Regions from separate parts of the Sus scrofa genome. Here region 2 is linked to region 1. Evidence: chromatin contacts called from public HiChIP or PLAC-seq data. All regions are on one chromosome and are shown on one strand. The core of a region is the stretch at or near the end of the contact, and the rest is flanking DNA. Distances in the headings are between cores, read along the strand shown.

Region 1 (2,828 bases), core at 135-2,634:
AGAATATGCAGAATCTGTCCTATTAAAATATATTGATATGAAGGTAAAAATGAATTTGCTGAATTAGAGTAATGACAGATTCAAATTCAAAAATCAGTATTTCATACAACGATGTAAAAACGCTGGAAGACTTTTTTGACCAGCCCAGCTAAAATGTCCTAACTACTCCCCAGTCATATCACCATTTAATTCTTCTTAGTAGATTCATTTCTGGCTTATAGTGGGCGATCAATAACTGTCTGCTAAATGAACTCTATCTCCACTCTCTGGCCATAACTTAATGTCACTTCTCTGCTATTAAAGAATGCAGGTGTTCTGGCAAACGCATAACACCCCGCTTAAAGATGCACATACAACTCGGTGGAAAAAAAGGACATTCCATAAAAAACTAATTTGCTGTTTATTCATCAGAAACAGTTCACCGTTACATTTCCTACACCCTCAATTCGTATTTGAGCAGAGTCGTCTCTGATACACGATTTTACAGTACATGTACTAGTTCCCCCAAACTTTTAAACAACGTAGCTTTTTGTTATTCGCACTGCAACCTTGGGACAAATTTTAAAATGTCCTTTTCTTCAGTTTCCCCACCAGTGAAAGAGTTAATAAGTGTTATCCAATCCATAAACATAACCAAATAATAAGAGGCATGTACGGTTGCTAAGGCAACAGCAACGAAAGATGCACTGTACCAGGTTTTGTGCTAATTTGGTGGAAAATGCTCCGTCTTTAGGCCCATGTCACTTGGCACAGGTCCTCTCTCGGGGAACAATACGGCCTTCTCTCCAGGTAGAGGACTGTCCTGCATTCCCTTGCAGAAGGAAGGTCACCCACAAGGCTGCATTCGGGTTAGCGCTCCCCCCGGGCCTCCAGACCTCTCCTCCTCTCTGTTCCATCATACCAGAAACCTTGACTAACAGACCTCACCTGCCGGCTTTCTGAGGGTTCCCCAGGAGGCAGGGTGGAACGGGGTACCCAGTCAAGGACAAGAGGAGAAATGAGTCGGTTGGACCAAAGGAAAGAGTCTCATCAAGGAACAAACTCCGAGGGCCAAGGTACCTCAGCCTTCTCACCCAAACACGACCTCACCTTTTCCCTGGAGCCGCCGAGGATGGCTGCTCTGCAGAACCGTCTACACCGCAACGACCCCTTCAAAGGCCGATTTGCTTATTCAATATGGCGGCCTCGGGCATCTCCGTCAGCCAGTCCTGCAAGAACGGAAAGCCGGGAGGGACCAGAAACCCCAGTTCAACAACTTCCCGCGTAGATTGAGTTCAGCAACTTCCGTCAGTTTGACAGAGGGCGGGGCGGAGGGCGTTGCAGCCGGGAGCGGGGGCGGGGTAGAAGGGTTGGCTCAGACCTGCAGTTCCGCCGGAAGTGGCCTGGCGGCCCAGGCCGAACGTCTTCGGTCATCTCCGGTGCTTCAAAAGGCTCTTCTTGTAATCTTCCGAAGCCCTTGGCGATAGTAATTTGAGAAATATCCATTTTATTAATGATTTGCAAACACAGAGAAATACCGGTGGGCAATCTGTCGGCCTATTTCAGAGCCCTTGATTTTTACATTGTGGAAGCGTAAAGTGCTTTAACCTTTAACCTCTAACCTCCGGCCAGGGGCATCGGAGAGAAACGCCTCCGTCTCTATATAAGGAATTTCCGGGCTTTTTGCGGCCTTTTTCCTCTTAGCGTTAGGCTCCCTCGCCTGCGCTCCTTTTTTCCTCCGCTGCGGCCCAGTTCCCAGATCGACAATCGCCATGGGTTTTGGAGACTTGAAAAGCCCCGCCGGCCTCCAGGTGCTCAACGACTACCTGGCAGACAAGAGCTACATCGAGGGGTGAGCGGACCGGCAGGGGCGGCCGGGTGCGGTGGGGCCACGTGGCGCGGCCTCGGCTGCTGCTGGAGGAAAGGAAGCCTGGACCCAGGGCTCTCCCGGGGGAAGGGGCTGCAGAGAGAGAAGGGTTAAAGAGGTGCTTTCTTTTCGATTACTTGATTCAACTAGGTTTTTCTGCGTTTTGCTCAGTTAACAGATGGAAGCCTGTAGACATGGCGTTAGTGATTGCAATTTCCGAGGTCTACTAAGTGTCAGGCATGTCTCAGGATAGCGCGGAGAACTGAGTAGATAATCCCTGATCCTAAGGAGCTTTTTTTTTTCTCCTTTTCTCAAATAGCTAAAGCACCTTAGGGCCCCCTAACAAATGGGCGCGTTCTCATTCAATAATTTGAGGGTCGTAGCGTTTGTCATTTATTTGCTGGTGTTCGTAGCTTTTTTTTTTTTTTTTTTTTTTTTTGAGGTGTGTATAACTAGTTTTGTATCATGGACAGGTATGTGCCATCACAAGCAGATGTGGCAGTTTTTGAAGCAGTCTCCGGCCCACCACCTGCTGACTTGTGTCATGCCCTACGTTGGTATAATCACATCAAATCTTATGAAAAAGAAAAGGCCAGGTAAAATTATCTTTGTGTTCATCTGAAGAATGGACTGATTTTAAGGTTAAACTTGGGATTTTCGCGTGACAAATTAGGATTCTGGCGACTTCATGTTTGTTGGGATATTGTAAGCTAAATTTCTGTGACTTTAGAAGACCAAGAGACTGGAATTCTCCATTTTTTCATGTAACAGGTAGGACATGAACAATTTTGATAAAAAGCAAATCAGGTGAAATGGAAAGTTTTACTCAAGCCACAATGAGAATTACAACTTGTGAAAAGCCCCTCAGAAACATCTGAGAACTGTTCCACCCATAGAAGTTCTTGAGATAGGGCCGTATGTTGAATGACATGTTACTAACAGTTTATACAATCCAAATCTACAGGTGCAAAGCAAATAGTTT
Region 2 (2,828 bases), core at 156-2,655, 190 kb after region 1:
TGCTTGGCAGCAGGTGAGTGCTTCCCAGAAAAGAAAGAGAACTTGGCTTACTTTGTAGGAGAAATAGAAAGGAATAGACTCATGGAGAGACTTGTGGATTGTAGGTGAGTGAGAAAGAGAGGATTGAATGACCCTCTTTCTCATAATGACCATGTTATGAAATAATTACCATATTGTGAAAAAACTGTCCTTTTCCTTGTATGGTATTTTTTTTTTTGGCCATGCTTGTGACATGTGGAAGTTTCTGGGCTAGGGGTCCAACCCAAGTCACAGCAGTGACCCAAGCCACAGCAGTGACATCCTGCTGTACCACCAGGGAACTCCTGAAAACAACAATGAAAAGCTGCAGTTTGGAAGTTCAGCATAGAGACTCTAGAACCAGACGGCTTATTACAATTCCAGCCCAGCCCCTTACTGGGTGTGTGACATGGGTCAAATCCCTGAATGGCTCTCTGCCTTGGTTTCTTCCACCGAAGGTGTGGAATGATAATTATACTTATTTTGTAGATGAAAAATTGAAAAGTGAGTTAATATATGTAAAGCCCCTAGGAAACTATTTGACACAGAGTATGTACCTAAAAAAATTCGTTATTGTTAATACTATTAACCATTTTGTACAGTGTATCAGGTGCATTTTTACTATCACCTCACTTGAGTTCTCTGAGATACTTGTTCCTTTCAATATGCATCCACCTATGGCTAAGATGCTGTTCCTGATTTCATCAGGTCCTAAATTTGGGGGCTGCCCTTCCATGCTCTGGATCTTTTATATTCTCTGCTAAGCTGATCATATTCTATGTTATTAATAGGTATTGATAACTTCATGTTATTCCGCTCAAGTGACATTTGCATTTTAACAAGAATTTTCAAGACCTTGACTCAAAGGAGTGAGTAATGTGGTTATTTTAGGGATCCTGGCAGAGAGAAATAGCTCTTGGGCTGGGAGAGCTTTCCTAAATTCTAAATTTATATCAAGCCAGCAGCTGCCTACTCTGCTCAGTCAGAATATGGTGTGGGGGTTATATTGGTGATCAGAGAGTGATTTAAATCAGTTAACCAATATTTTTGTCAATAGTTATATGCCAGGAACTGTATTAGGTAACATAGGGAAGAATGTGAAGATGAATAATCCTTGTTTCAAGAAATTTATAATCTAATTGAAGGGCTCAAGATGTGGAAAAACGAAAAAGATACTTATTCTTATCGCCAACGTCAGAACAGACCTGAGAATGTTGCCTACTGGTCAATATACTGGTGTGAGGTCTTGGGGACTGGGTCACATTAGGAACAAAATCACCTAGAAGCTGCACATAAGATCATTTTATTGCAGAACCCAAAGCAAGAGCAACTGCTTAGAAATGGAGCTGGCTCTGCAGTCAGAATCACTGAAGGGGGAGACACTGCACTGAGTTATGCATCAGATGGAGCTTCTGGATGAAGCGCTAACAGAGAGTGAGAGGCTGGAACAGGATGGGAGTGCAGGGCAGGTGAACGTGGGGGATCCATGTAACCTGGTGGGGACCTCGTTCATAGGATCCCTGGCATGCCTTGTGTGGTGAGGGTGGTATCTTAAAGGAACAAAACTGGGATGAACAAATAATGTCTCTTTCCTCATTTGTAACATAAGGAAGGTGGAAACATGTAAGTACTAAGCTCTGGTGGTCTGTAAGATCAATCACTCTACGACCAGCCAAAGACAGTAATAGGTGGTATTCAAATGAAACGTACAGACCCATGGTTCCAAATCATAGCCCACCAGAGTTCTTTTGTTCATTAGCTGCGAAATCTCTCAATTTTCTATTGCTGTCACTTGAATGTGTGAAGAAAATGCAGATTTCTTAGTTCTCCAAAACTGAAGCAGTAGTCTTTACAAGGTAGGAGTAAGAAGAAAGCAAATTTAGCTCAATTCAATGATTTAAACCTAAAGTTAAGCATCTTGAGACAAAGTGACAGCATCTGTTCTCTATTTTTTTCCATTGATTACCAGATCAGCTTTGATGTTCAGCATTTGAAATACCATACTTTTAAAAAAATTATTCTCTATTTTTAATACATCAACGGCAAATCACTTGCCTAACATATAATTCTTTTTTTTTTTGTCTTTTGTCTTTTTTTTTTGTTTGTTGTTGTTGTTGTTGTTGCTATTTCTTGGGCCGCTCCCGAGGCATATGGAGGTTCCCAGGCTAGGGGTTGAATCGGAGCTGTAGCCACCGGCCCACACCAGAGCCACAGCAATGCGGGATCCGAGCCGCGTCTGCAACCTACACCACAGCTCACGGCAACGCCAGATCGTTAACCCACTGAGCAAGGGCAGGGACTGAACCCACAACCTCATGGTTCCTAGTCGGATTCGTTAACCACTGCGCCACGACGGGAACTCCCTAACATATAATTCTTTAACAGGGCCAAAATATAAATGTATTACTGAAAAAAAAAACAAAAGAACTTATGAATATGAAACAATTTAAATAGTTTTTTTGGCCTTTGATCTTTTCGAAAGTTCTTGGGCCAGGGATCAAACCTGCTGCCATAGCAGCGACCTGAGCCACTGCAGTAACAATGCTGGGTCCTTAACCCACCAAGCCACCAGGGAACTCTGGTATTTTCATTTATACCCCTCTTCTTTCCTTTTGCTTCACTCCAAGGTGATTTGGTATATTTGCTTATATAATCTTACGGTGTTGAGTGGAAGGAGTGCTTATTTTCATACACCTATGTCTTCTAAAAACGAAGTGGTTTTTAGTGATATCAGTTATCTGCATGATGAGTGCTGGGCCTGAATGCATTTGAGGGTGAAGCCATTGCCCAGTGTAATTTTGTGTTTTGAC

Evidence for each region. HiChIP or PLAC-seq counts read pairs in DNA pulled down with a chosen protein or histone mark.
Region 2: a contact with region 1 is called in an H3K27ac HiChIP or PLAC-seq map of skeletal muscle, with 4 times the contacts expected there. The contact joins the enhancer-like site here to the promoter of EEF1B2 in region 1. A contact is called at or near these places in 3 of 5 promoter capture datasets (fetal skeletal muscle, liver and skeletal muscle), 25 of 47 Hi-C or Micro-C datasets (alveolar macrophages, brain, embryonic fibroblasts and 15 more) and 1 of 2 datasets of contacts at active chromatin or transcription factors (skeletal muscle).

The regions. Positions count from the first base shown.
Region 1 is chr15:109,450,517-109,453,344 of Sscrofa11.1, forward strand. It overlaps EEF1B2 (eukaryotic translation elongation factor 1 beta 2), which reads left to right and starts at 1,385. Exons shown (of 6, transcript NM_001243524.1): 1 at 1,385-1,831; 2 at 2,320-2,442. The coding sequence starts at 1,752. NDUFS1 (NADH-ubiquinone oxidoreductase 75 kDa subunit, mitochondrial) reads right to left here and starts at 1,297. Exons shown (of 19, transcript XM_003133603.5): 1 at 1,090-1,297.
Region 2 is chr15:109,638,761-109,641,588 of Sscrofa11.1, forward strand. No RefSeq gene overlaps it. Among named protein-coding and RNA genes, the nearest start is that of ADAM23, 55 kb to the right of the region's middle. Within about 2 kb of position 1,406, at least 3 of the 83 cell types and tissues checked have an H3K27ac peak or open chromatin away from gene starts, as enhancers often do. A contact at or near this core is called in fetal skeletal muscle and skeletal muscle, where this site is marked.